Linked DNA regions of Zea mays: region 2 is linked to region 1. The links are chromatin contacts, called in public Hi-C maps. All regions are on one chromosome and are shown on one strand. Each heading gives the region's core, a stretch centred on a gene start, on an enhancer-like site or on the middle of the called end of the contact. The rest is flanking DNA. Distances are from core to core; before and after follow the strand shown.

What was found. Hi-C and Micro-C count contacts between places; a contact is called where the count stands out from the background.
Region 2: a contact with region 1 is called in a Hi-C map of tassel, with 2.7 times the contacts expected there. The contact joins the promoter of LOC100283909 here to the promoter of LOC100502202 in region 1. A contact is called at or near these places in 2 of 25 Hi-C or Micro-C datasets (ear and tassel).

What each region holds. Positions count from the first base shown.
Region 1 is chr8:179,121,865-179,127,476 of Zm-B73-REFERENCE-NAM-5.0, reverse strand. LOC100502202 reads right to left here and starts at 1,776. Exons shown (of 17, transcript NM_001357699.1): 1 at 1,685-1,776; 2 at 607-1,025. The coding sequence starts at 990.
Region 2 is chr8:179,315,181-179,321,117 of Zm-B73-REFERENCE-NAM-5.0, reverse strand. LOC100283909 (lipoic acid synthetase) reads left to right here and starts at 4,029. Exons shown (of 7, transcript NM_001156807.2): 1 at 4,029-4,441; 2 at 4,565-4,746; 3 at 4,946-5,036; 4 at 5,139-5,296. The coding sequence starts at 4,151. TRNAD-GUC (transfer RNA aspartic acid (anticodon GUC)) reads left to right here and starts at 2,745; the gene lies at 2,745-2,816.

The DNA.
Region 1 (5,612 bases), core at 527-3,026:
GATACCATATTCCATGTGGTGTGTGGCAACAGGTTTGAAACCCGCGGGTATAGGATTTACAAACCCGTACCCGCGAGGTTAATATTAAACCCGCACTCGCACCCATTACCCGCAACGAGTACAACATGCTACCCATACCCTCTACCCATGGGTGCCACAAACCCGCGGGCACATAATTACACATATTCCATCTATATATATGCATGTATTTATATACACATATAAATGTACATATATATGCACGCATATAGATATATATCCAGTGTGGGTACGCAGGTTCGCGGGCACGGGTACAACTTTTTGAAACCTGCAAGAAAAAACCCGTCGGTTGAGAATTAAACCCGCACTCATGCCCACACGTGCAAACTCACACCTGAACCCGCATCCCATAGGGTTTTGCCCGCGGGCATGCAGGTAAATGTGCCTGTTGCCATCCCACAATGACACCTTGCCACAATCTATATTTTCTCATTATTATCCCATTTTCTCAGATAGCTTCACTGACAAAACTAGCCTCAATGGCAACAAATGACACTGCTATGAAAATCATGCAAGTGAAGATACAGAACCAAATAGGGCAAGCAAAAGTGCATAAGAAGAGCATACCTTCTCTGGGACTGGAGATGTAGTCCCTTCATCTTCACCTCCAGCAATCTTCTCAGCACTCCCACCATCCATCTTCAATACCTTATTAGCAATGTCTTCAATGGGCTGCGCCCCACCTGCAGCGCGGGCACCAACACCAGCTCCTGGAAGAACCTCAAGAGGCTGGTCAGGATCCAAGTTAATCACTGGAACACCTCTTCCTCTTCCTCCCCTTCCCCGTCCTGCTCCTCTCCCTCCACCCCTCCCACCCCTTCCTCTACCACGTCTTCCTGCCACCGTAGGTGCCGCCACAACCAAGTTGTCAGTAGGGTCTTGAACCACAAGATCCTCAACCTTCTTTGCCCTCAACCGAGACTGCCGGACTCCACTACGCAACTCTGGCATCCTTTCTCCCCATGCACTTCCTAACGCATTCAAATCTGTCAATCGAAAACCACGACAGCATCGTTAAGTAGTCAATACACCGGTACTGCATTCTACTAACAGCTCAACAAACATAAAATATCACTGGAAACATGAGAGAACACATCTGGATAAATAAGTACTGATCGAGCAAGCACAAACAAGCCTTCATTTATTTACGATCGACATCTAGGACTAATGCAAAACTACTGAGCCTTGTCCCATTTGCGGTAAAAAATCTACGCAAGCCATGACATGAGATTTCCCAACAGTCAGCTCCCCACAATCCCTCTCCTCCACAAATCCTATCCCGATCTCATCCGCACGTATTCCTCTGTCAAAAGACCGATCAAAACACGCGAGATTAAAGCACGCCAATACCTCACCCACCTCATCACCCCCCCCCCCCCCCCCCTCCCAGAAAATCTCTACGGGTAAAGAAACCAAGGGGACAGAGGCCGCCCCCCAAATTTCCGCCACGACACGGGGAGATCGGCGGGCGCCGGAGCGATCCCCGCGCGATCAGAGACCACGGCCGCTAAGATCGGTCCGCACCGCGCCGATCGTCCGCGCCCGCCTCGGCCTCGTCCGCCGCCGACACGCTAACCAATTGACGCGGTGCCCGGCGATCGATCCGGGAGGAGGGACGGACGTAGGGGTAAGGTCCGGCGCTTACCTCGGGGAAGGAGACCGTGCGGCGGCGGCGGCGGCGGCGAGGTGGGGATGGGTCGAGGGTGGGGGGAGGTTGGTGTTTGGTCTCTGGCGCAGACACACACCCACACACACCGCTGCGCTGTGGCCTGTGGTTGGGTTGCCTGGAAGGGAGAGGAGGGGGCTGGCTTTTTGAAGGCTTCGCGTAATCGCGTTGTTAATTTCCCCTTCCTCCGTTTGGAAGGCAGCGAATGCGCATGCATGCTAGCTCGGTTGGATCCAAGGGCCAGCATTCGCCGGGGTCTCCTCGAGGCGCCATGGATAACGTGCATCGCTCGGTGGGGCCTGCCGCTCAGGCCTGTCAGCAGTACCAGTAGTAGATTTTTTTTAGCTCCAAGGGTCGTGCTATCACCGGTCGCCGTGGCCAGTGAAGTGCGTGCGTTTTGCAACTTCTGCCCATATTTTCTTTATTTATTTACTAGCAAAAGTGCGATGATATGCATACGGTTTATTTATGTTTAAGTATAGAGTATGAAACATTAAAATATAAAAAGATATGTGTTCTGTTGATTAAGTGTATATAAATGTGGATTTAAAGTCAATAATTATACTTTGAATCATCATTTATATATAATTTTAGTTTTTTACTGTTTAAATAAGAGGGGCGCGACGATATTGAAAACTATAAAATCTAAAATCCTAGAAACTGATGTTTTATATGGTACAAATATATAATAGGATTTTGCGTTGCGCTCAAATGCGTGTTGGGGCGAAGCATGCTCTAATTTTTAGCTAGGATTGCTTGCATATTTTAGAGTGTACAATCTTAATCGATATACTACTTTTGTTCTTAATACTGCACTTTTGAAGAGCAAGTTTGACACTCTGACTTGTGTTAGTCAAGGTAGTTAGTCTCTTGTAGGGATAAAATGGTCAATCGGAGTATGAGATACCTATCGCGAGCTTGTCTTGTTTTGTTTTCTAGGCACATCACATATGCTGATCGTTTTCAGACTGAACCCTTCCATCATGCATGCATGTGGAATTTCTGTGCAGCACAGCAGTCGTGGGGTGATTTGTCCAAGGACGCGTAACTAAGCGCACGATCGCATTTGTTTGACTACGTCTATTTAGCCTGTTGAGGAAATATAATAACTTTTCTCTCGAATATTTATCATTCGCTAGTTTATTTTTTACTAAAATACAATAAATAAATAAATAAATAACGAAGAGTGCATATTATATGAGATACAAATAGCACAACACTATGATCATGATTTTTATTTTGTGTAAATATGTCTTTAATTTATTATATTATATTATAAACGTTTAAAATATATTAATATTTTATGGCATTTATTTAGGACCATGTACAAGGGAGTGCAACTGGTTCGGCTGAAGGGGGGGGGCATTTTTTAGGCCTCCAAACTTCCATGCAAGAAGGTCAATTAGTGATTACCGATTAGATCTTTAGGATACAGCTGGAACCTAAAATACTTGATGCATCATCTTCGTTCGCCCTCGCTTGCTGGCAACACGCTCTTGCCATCGTGTGTCGATCTCGCTCACTCTGTCATAGTCATTGCACACATGTGGAAAGGTATGTTCACAAAAAAAAATATCAAAGATATGTCTTGTTGGGGCCTTCGGCTTCCGAAGGTCCTCAAAAATATGATTTAAACAATGTTTCTGGAGTATAATGTGTGAACAGGTATCTTCGGACTCGAATCGGTACCACAGTGGGAGAAGCCCAAAGAATACGAAGGTTGATACAGCGCCGAAGCTGTGAGCAGGAAAGCTTCGGCGTGATAACAGAAAAGGAAACCGACTTAAAGATAAAAAGACCATTTAGACCTCGGTGGATTACTATAAAATTACTACCAAATGTAAAGGGCATGGATGTAATTTTACATGGGCTGTGTCCCGTGCCTATAAATAGGTGAACAGTGCTCCCGTACTGTTCACGCTGACTTGACATTTTGCTTTTGCGTCACGCTTGTACTTTTACCTTCTTTCAAGCCGAAGGTACATTTGTAATTTGATATCATTTCTATTTTTCCATAATAATAATATAGAAATGAGTTGATGATTGTACACAATTGCTTACGTTAACCTTTATATTTCATATGATTCCTACTTCATTATTATATGTTGTGTTGATGAAGGTATGTCCTTCACAACCTTCGTCCGAAAGTCATTATATCCCAAGGGAAATAATGCTTTGAAGGACGAAGGACTTTAACGTTTAACATTTTTTGTGTTGCCTTGTTCTTAACTCATAGCATTTGAGAACAAGTACCCAACATTGGCGCCCACCTCCGGTGAACTCACTTCCACTCTTTGAGTTTTGAACACCTTCGGCAACCATAAACCTTCGCTATGGCGCCGAAGAAAGCTTCAGCAACTGGGACTGCAGTTCTGCAACCGCTGGACCCCAACCAGGAGACTCTCTCTCTTCGGGAGGCCCGAAGCCAGAAGAGGAAGGCTGTCAGCCCGACACCGCAAGAGGATGAGCTAGACCAAGAAATCAGAGACATGGAGATGCTTCATCAACAGGTGCAGAGGAAGAAGGAAAAGATGGCCAGGCTAGCAGAACTGCAAAGGCAGATAGACGAAGCCTCTGAAGAAGTTCGTCATCTTACTCAGGATGAGCAGAACCGAAGGCCTCAGCACAAAGACCTTCATCAGGAGGGTTTCTTCAACGAAGATGACTGGTATGAGAATTTCCACCATGGAAATTTTGCTTTTGATGATGCTTCTCCTCTGTCCGCTGAGCTGCAAGCTACACCTTGGCCTCCGTCCTACAAGCTGCCCCAGCTTCCTATATTCGACGGCCATTCAGACCCGAAGCAGTTTTTGATGAGCTACGAAGCAACAGTATCTTCGTATGGTGGCAATACTGCAGTCATGGCAAAATCTTTTGTTATGGCTATCAGGAGTGTTGCTCAAACCTGATATTCCTCCCTTCGACCAGGAACGATCACTTCATGGCAAAAGCTGAAGGACATGTTGTTAACCAGCTTCCAAGGGTTTCAGACGAAGCCGGTCACTGCTCAAGCTCTATTCCAGTGCACCCAGGATCACGAAGAATACCTTCAGGCGTACGTCCGGAGGTTCTTACGTTTGAGGGCACAGGCGCCAACAGTGCCCAACGAAATTGTAATTGAGGCCATGATCAAGGGACTTCGGCCAGGACCTTCAGCTCAGTACTTTGCTAGGAAGCCTCCTCAAACTTTGGAGAAGCTGCTCCAGAAGATGGACGAGTATATTCGGGCCGACAATGATTTTCGTCAAAGAAAGGAGGAGGCTTTCAGGTTTTCCGAAATGACCAGGGGCTTCGGAGGAAGATTTTATCCGAGGCACGTCAGGTCAATTCACAACTCTACTCAAAATGATGATAAGGGGAGTCAGCAGCAAAGGCCACAGGGCTCCTCACAGGCTTCGGGGCAACAGCAAAGCTCCTTCCGGCCGCCAGCTCCAAGAGGCAGAGGTGCCAGGGGCTTCGGCGGAAGATTTGGAGATCAACCAAGGAGAATATTTTGCTTGTTCTGTGGTGAAAACAAGGGCCATACCACCAGGATGTGCCATGTTACCATCCAGAAGCAAAAGGAGATAGCCGAAGCTGCAGCACAACAGGGTCAGCCGAAGCAGATCATGCACACTGCTTCGTATCATTCGCCTTATATCCCAGAATATGTAGGCAACCACCCTGCAGTTTCTGTTGCTTCGGCGAGTCAACCTCAAGCTTCCTGGCAACAGCCTCCGCCTCCACCACCGCTGCAACAAGGCCAGCAGCCAGAAGGGGGCCAATATGCTCAACACCAAAGGGACTTCAGAGAACAGTCCGAAGCTCGCACAGTCAATAGCACTGTGCCAGAGTCGAAGCACATTTATTGACAAATATCCTACCTTGATAGTAGTATTTTCCATTCAGTTTTATTTTCTGTGTAATA
Region 2 (5,937 bases), core at 2,780-5,279, 190 kb before region 1:
TTAAAAAAACTCTATTTAATTAGAAAGGATATAGAGAGTTTGCTGGAGTTGTCCTTAGTTTTTCCAATTTTATTCCTTAGGACTTGTTCGTTTGTGTCGGATTGCACCCGGAATCGTTCCACTCAATCAAAGTTTATATAAATTATAGAAACAATCCGGTTAGGAATCGTTCCGACCCACCAATCCGACAGAAACGAACAAGGCCTTACCGTAGTAGGAGACTAAGAGTACACTCTGAAACACTTGACTACGTGATTTGATAGCACCACATGAGACCTTATTTGATTATTCTAATTCCATGTGAATTAGAGTAGAATTGGGATGGATTGAGATGGTCAGATGGATTTGAACTTACTATAAATTTAAATCGATTTAATATCATGTGATCCACATAGATCAACGATGAAGCTAATAAGTCCCGAAGCATATGTAATTCTTGATGAACAGCTATGTGTATCATGCATACGTCTTGAAATCGTTCTTATGTGTATCGTGCTGTAATGTTGTATTCTACTATTTTCTCTTTTTTTTTCCTGTGATAAATAGTGTGCAAGGAGGAACGCCTCTGAGGTGATTCAGCAGAAGCAGCTAGGGCAATTGAGTCTGATGCCAGAGATCTACTCCGTAATAGAAAAGGAGATAATTGACGCCAGCTTGGCCTTCGTTGACGCCAACGTGGACGTGAGAGTTCATTCAGCAGAAGCAGCTTGGCCTTCGCTGACACCACCAATCGCGATCGAAATCAACTGCCTCGTCATGCATCAGTAAGCAGGCAAGACGCCAAGATACCGCCAAAAGCAACAAAATTGAAGGCATAGCAAGCGTCCAGGAGAGCGCGAGGTGGAGAATGAAAACTCACGTTGTCGTCGAGTGTGGCGCGTCGGCGTTGCGAAGTGCTAGCTTGAGCGTAGCGGCCCTTTCGGCGAGCGAGGCGCGGAGCCGCGGAGGCGGTCCTTGGCGGCCAGCCTCTTCTGTAGCCGCGCGTTCTCGAGCTCGAGGCGCGAGGGCCGGGTCGCCACGGCCACGGCCGTGATCTTGCGCGCCACCTCCAGTTGCTCGTACGAGTTCGGGCGGTCGCTGTGGCTTTCCGGCACCTGCGCCGGTATAGTACAGAGAATTTGTCTATAGATGGACAGTTAGCACTAATAAGATGGACCGATCCAACCACAATATAACAAAGACAGTTAGCACTAATAAGCCCTTGTTCGGTTAGCTCTCAATCCATGTGGATTGAGTGGGATTGGATGGGTTTGAATCCCAAACAAGTCAAACTTCTTCTCAATTTTTTCCAATCCCATCCAATCCATGTGTATTGGGAATAACCGAACAAGCCCTAAGATGGACCGATCCCACCACAATATAACAAAGCACGACCCGTTCAACTAGCATAGTGTCAGTGCCTGACACATATGGGTTGCGCAAATATTTCGGTCCTAGGGTCGGCCTAGGTCCGACACGCTTAATTGGACCGACACTGTCCAGTGCGCCTAACCAAGTGCTCTGGGCCCCGCTGGCCAATGACCACGCCACGTCCGAACCCAACTCTAAATCATGTCTTCGCTCCAATCCAACCACTCACACTCTCTGCCTCCGCTCTGCTCTCTTCTTCTCCCACTCCGGTGGCAGACGCGGCCACAATACACTCTTCCATCGTTGGTGCGCCCCCCCCCCCCCCCCCGCTCCATCTGACCCTTGGATTTGCGTGTGCGGGGCATTGTCGGGATTCGCCGAACAGTAACCCTAACTCCTCTCTTCTCCCTCTCTGGTGTGATCTTGAGCACCGGTGTCAAGCACTGGCACACGACACGAGATCATCCTCGTCTTGTCGTCTTCGTCGAGGTCACATGTTGTCGGCTACTCTGGTGCTCTAGATTCAAATTCGTTGAGGAACAGGGTGGACGGATCTGTTGTTCGTCGATCAGTCGACATGGGCGACGGAGATTCTAGTGCTCCGGTTGTTTAGGTAACCCTAATCCTAACCCAAATTTAACCATGACCCTTCATCTGTAGTTTGTACTAATGCAACTTTGGTGTAGCCATTGAGGAATCAGGTCTCCATTGATTGACGATGGTCGGCTCGGACGAGATACAGTTGAGATCGATGGCAACAAGGAAAGGCGTTTTGTGCGGGTTGGCCGGAGATGACGATGAGGATGACCTGTGTGAGGATGTTGTGGAGATCTTCAGCCATAGCAGCGATGCTACCGTCCTTATCGGCGATGGTCAAAAAGGCGGTGTAGAGGAAGGTGCAGAGGATGAGCAAAGCGCTCTCGTCCTTCTACCTCGGTTGTGTGATTATATTTCCAGAAACTCTTAATAGAATTGTCTTCTTAGAAGTTTGAACTGGTCTTCTTATCTGTAGATGTTTAAATCTTGAATAAATATGTCGATCTTATTTTTGCACGGATTTTATTTGTGTGAGACATTATAGTGACCGTGCTGATACTGGCACTACTGTTCACCGATTTACCGTGCCTGGTGGCACGACACGCCCAGTCAGGGCTTGTTCGGTTAGCTCTCAATCCATGTGGATTGAGTGGGATTGGATGAGTTTAAATCCCAAACAAGTCAAACATTTTCTCATTTTTTTCCAATCTCATCCAATTCATGTGTTTTAGGAATAACCGAACAAGCACTATCAAACATGAGACAGATCACATGTCGTGTCCAAAAATATCATGGGCTGCACTTGCCAGTGATACTTTATAATTACTAAACCCGTGCTCTAGTAGTATTTCAATTCGGTCGTTGTAGTATAGTGGTGAGTATTCCCGCCTGTCACGCGGGTGACCCGGGTTCGATCCCCGGCAACGGCGTTCTTTTTTGTTTCATTTTCCTTTCTCTATGGGCCTTGTGGCGTACACGCATCAGATTCGGGCCTGGCTGTTGCGGGCTTAAGTTGGCCCACTCACCCGCGTCCAGAACCAAGCCTTTTTTTTTTTTTTGCGTTTTTTTCCCTTTCTTCTGGGGTTTGGCCATCTGGTTCCGCAGCTGTGGAAGAAGTACCAGAAATCGGAGACGAGACATCTCTAGCGGAGTTTGGACATTTGACGACGCATCAGCTCCTGCAGCAGGATTGTCCTGAACTGAAGCTCCCAATAAGGCAATAACCCTTCCTTCACACACATGATACATCGGAGACGAGACATCTGTAGCGGAGTTTGGCCAAACTGCTGTCACCTAGAAACTTGGTTCGGTCATTTGATTTCCAAGCAGTTCACCCACACTGCCTGCCACACTCGAAACCGAACGCCCAACTCAGCGCAAGTCATGTCGTCTAGTCGGCGAACAAACTCCGCCGCGGAAAATGACACGCCCCGAGCCATAACTGACAAAAATAGACGGGAGCGGGGCCAGGCGGTGCGACGCGAACGGCTTGTCCAGAACGAGGCGCGCGTTCCGTTTGGTGGCCTCGTCGATCTAGACTAGACGGGACGGGGAATGGAAAGGGTGGTGGTGTGGCCATCAGCAAATATTATTGTCCGACCTATTTGTATCATCATCTTTCCGTCAGGTTTTAAAGTATCCTGGCCCTGAGCCATGGGTTTATTTTATACCAACAGGTTTTAAAACGACTTGCCATCGGAATATTCAGCTGCACGAGTCTTATTTTACAGGAGACGAGATGCAGAAAATTGCATGCCGATTGCCGAAGACCTAGTCTAATCTCCGTACCTATAGACCAGCAGATATACGCAGCAGACATACTGTTATTGAGCTACTCTTGAGTCTTGGGCTCTTGGCCGCTAGTCTTGGTGGAAATGTTTGAGTTGTTCCTTGTTGATCATGTTCTGCCGGTCTTCCTTTCATCAGATTCCCCAACATTCCTTGCGGAATGTGGAGCTGTTTGCCTTAGGCAACTGTGCGATTTCCAGCTTAGATCACTTATCAAAGAAATGTTAGTTCGTGAGCTACGAGCACCCGCACCCGCTGACCCACGTCGATTTTGACCCAATTCATCGCAACGACTTCGGTAGGCAGAGGTAGGCGAGGCGAAGAAAGACCAACCTTGGTATCATCGCCGGCCTAATATCGACCCCCTGTTCTACTACACAAGGGGTGAAACGGGAACGCTTACCCGTCCTCCCCGCCTGGAACCCATCGCCTCCACTGTGCCCGACGCCGCGCCCGATTCCACCGGCCGACAACGATGCAGAGCTCCCTCGCGCGGCCGCTGCGGCCTCCGGTACTGGCCGGACGCGGCGGTAGACGGGGCCTGGTAGCCGTGGCACGGTGCCACGCTGAGGCGGCGCCACCGGTGGGGACGGCGTCTAGGGCGCCCGCGGGGCCGTACACCGGGAGGGATCCGGAGGTGAAGAAGCCCGCTTGGCTGCGGCAGCGCGCTGCGCAGGGCGAGAAGTACGCTCGCCTGCGGGAGTCCATCGGCGAGCTCAAGCTCAACACCGTCTGCGTCGAGGCACAGTGCCCCAACATCGGCGAGGTACGCACACGGATGACGCCTCCCTCCGCGTGACGCCGTCGCGTCAGTACCTACCCGCGAGAACAGCGCTTTGGTCTCAGTGTTGGGTTCTGACGGAACCGCTTGTTTTTTGGGGGCGCACAGTGTTGGAACGGAGGTGGAGGGGCCGGCGGCGAAGGGGACGGCATCGCCACGGCCACCATCATGGTGCTTGGTGACACCTGCACGCGCGGGTGTCGATTCTGCGCTGTGAAGACCAGCAACAAGCCACCGCCGCCGGATCCCCTGGAGCCTCTAAACACGGCTTTGGCTGTTGCAAGCTGGGGGTATGATCTTCCTGCCTGGTTGATCATCTGCAGATTAGAAACTGTTAGGTTCTCATCATTCTGAGTGACTGATCGATGAAATTGTAATTGGTATATCAAAGCAGACACATTTTTACTATAAGCTGTATGTTAACCACTGTTCATTTTCTGTTTATGTGGTTGATTACATGGCTGATTTAAGGAATGCTGTTCTTTCCAGAGTAGATTATGTCGTGCTAACCAGTGTCGATAGAGATGACTTACCTGATGGTGGAAGTAGCCATTTTGCTCAAACAGTGAAAGCTTTAAAGGTCAGCCTTATCCATGCTTTTTGCTCTGTGTTGTGTCTTACTTTGTTAGAATTTGAACTTGGGTACAAGTACTGGCTGATGTTTTCTGAATTTTCGCTTCAGGAGCTCAAACCTGGAATACTGGTGGAGTGCTTAACCTCAGATTTTCGAGGTGACCTGGAGGCCATCTCATCTTTGGCTAACTCTGGCCTAGATGTTTATGCGCACAACATTGAAACTGTGAGGAGTCTGCAGAGGATTGTGAGGGATCCCCGGGCAGGGTAATGTGGTTCAGTTATTTTCAGTGGCACAGTATTGTGTTTCTTTAAGAATTTGTGAAATATAAACTCTGAAGTACAGTTAACTTGATTTCCGCATGTAACTCTTTTTGGCAGTACATTCCCACATGTTATTCACCCCTAGGTATTACTATCCGCTGAAAGTTCTGAAAGATTTAATTTTAAACAGTCAAGTTCCAGACTTTTGGCCATTTAACATTGTTGTATTCTCATTTGCAATATGTTTATTCCACTTGTACATGTGGGTGCATGTACTATTACCATCATCAAATATTCCCTGAGTGACGCAGCCTTTTGGAATTGAAATGAGCATCTCATCTTAGGTTCGTGGTAATGTGCTTGTGTGAATCTTGAGGGTCTCTGGATGCCTAAGATAGTTGATGTACCTACATATATAACTAGAGCTCTTTTGTTGAAACTAGTTCCATTTGTTTCTACTTCATTCATGGAATAGCATAGTTTAAAATAAGACTCAACCAGGGGGAGAGATGCCCCTTCTCGCATGCTTTTTTCCCTTAAGAAGTTTGTGCCAGCCATCGAACCTGGACTGGTCGCACAGGTTTCATTGAGACCTGGACTTAAATGTTCTAACCAGTGTAACTCTCGGGAGAAGTTGGCATGGA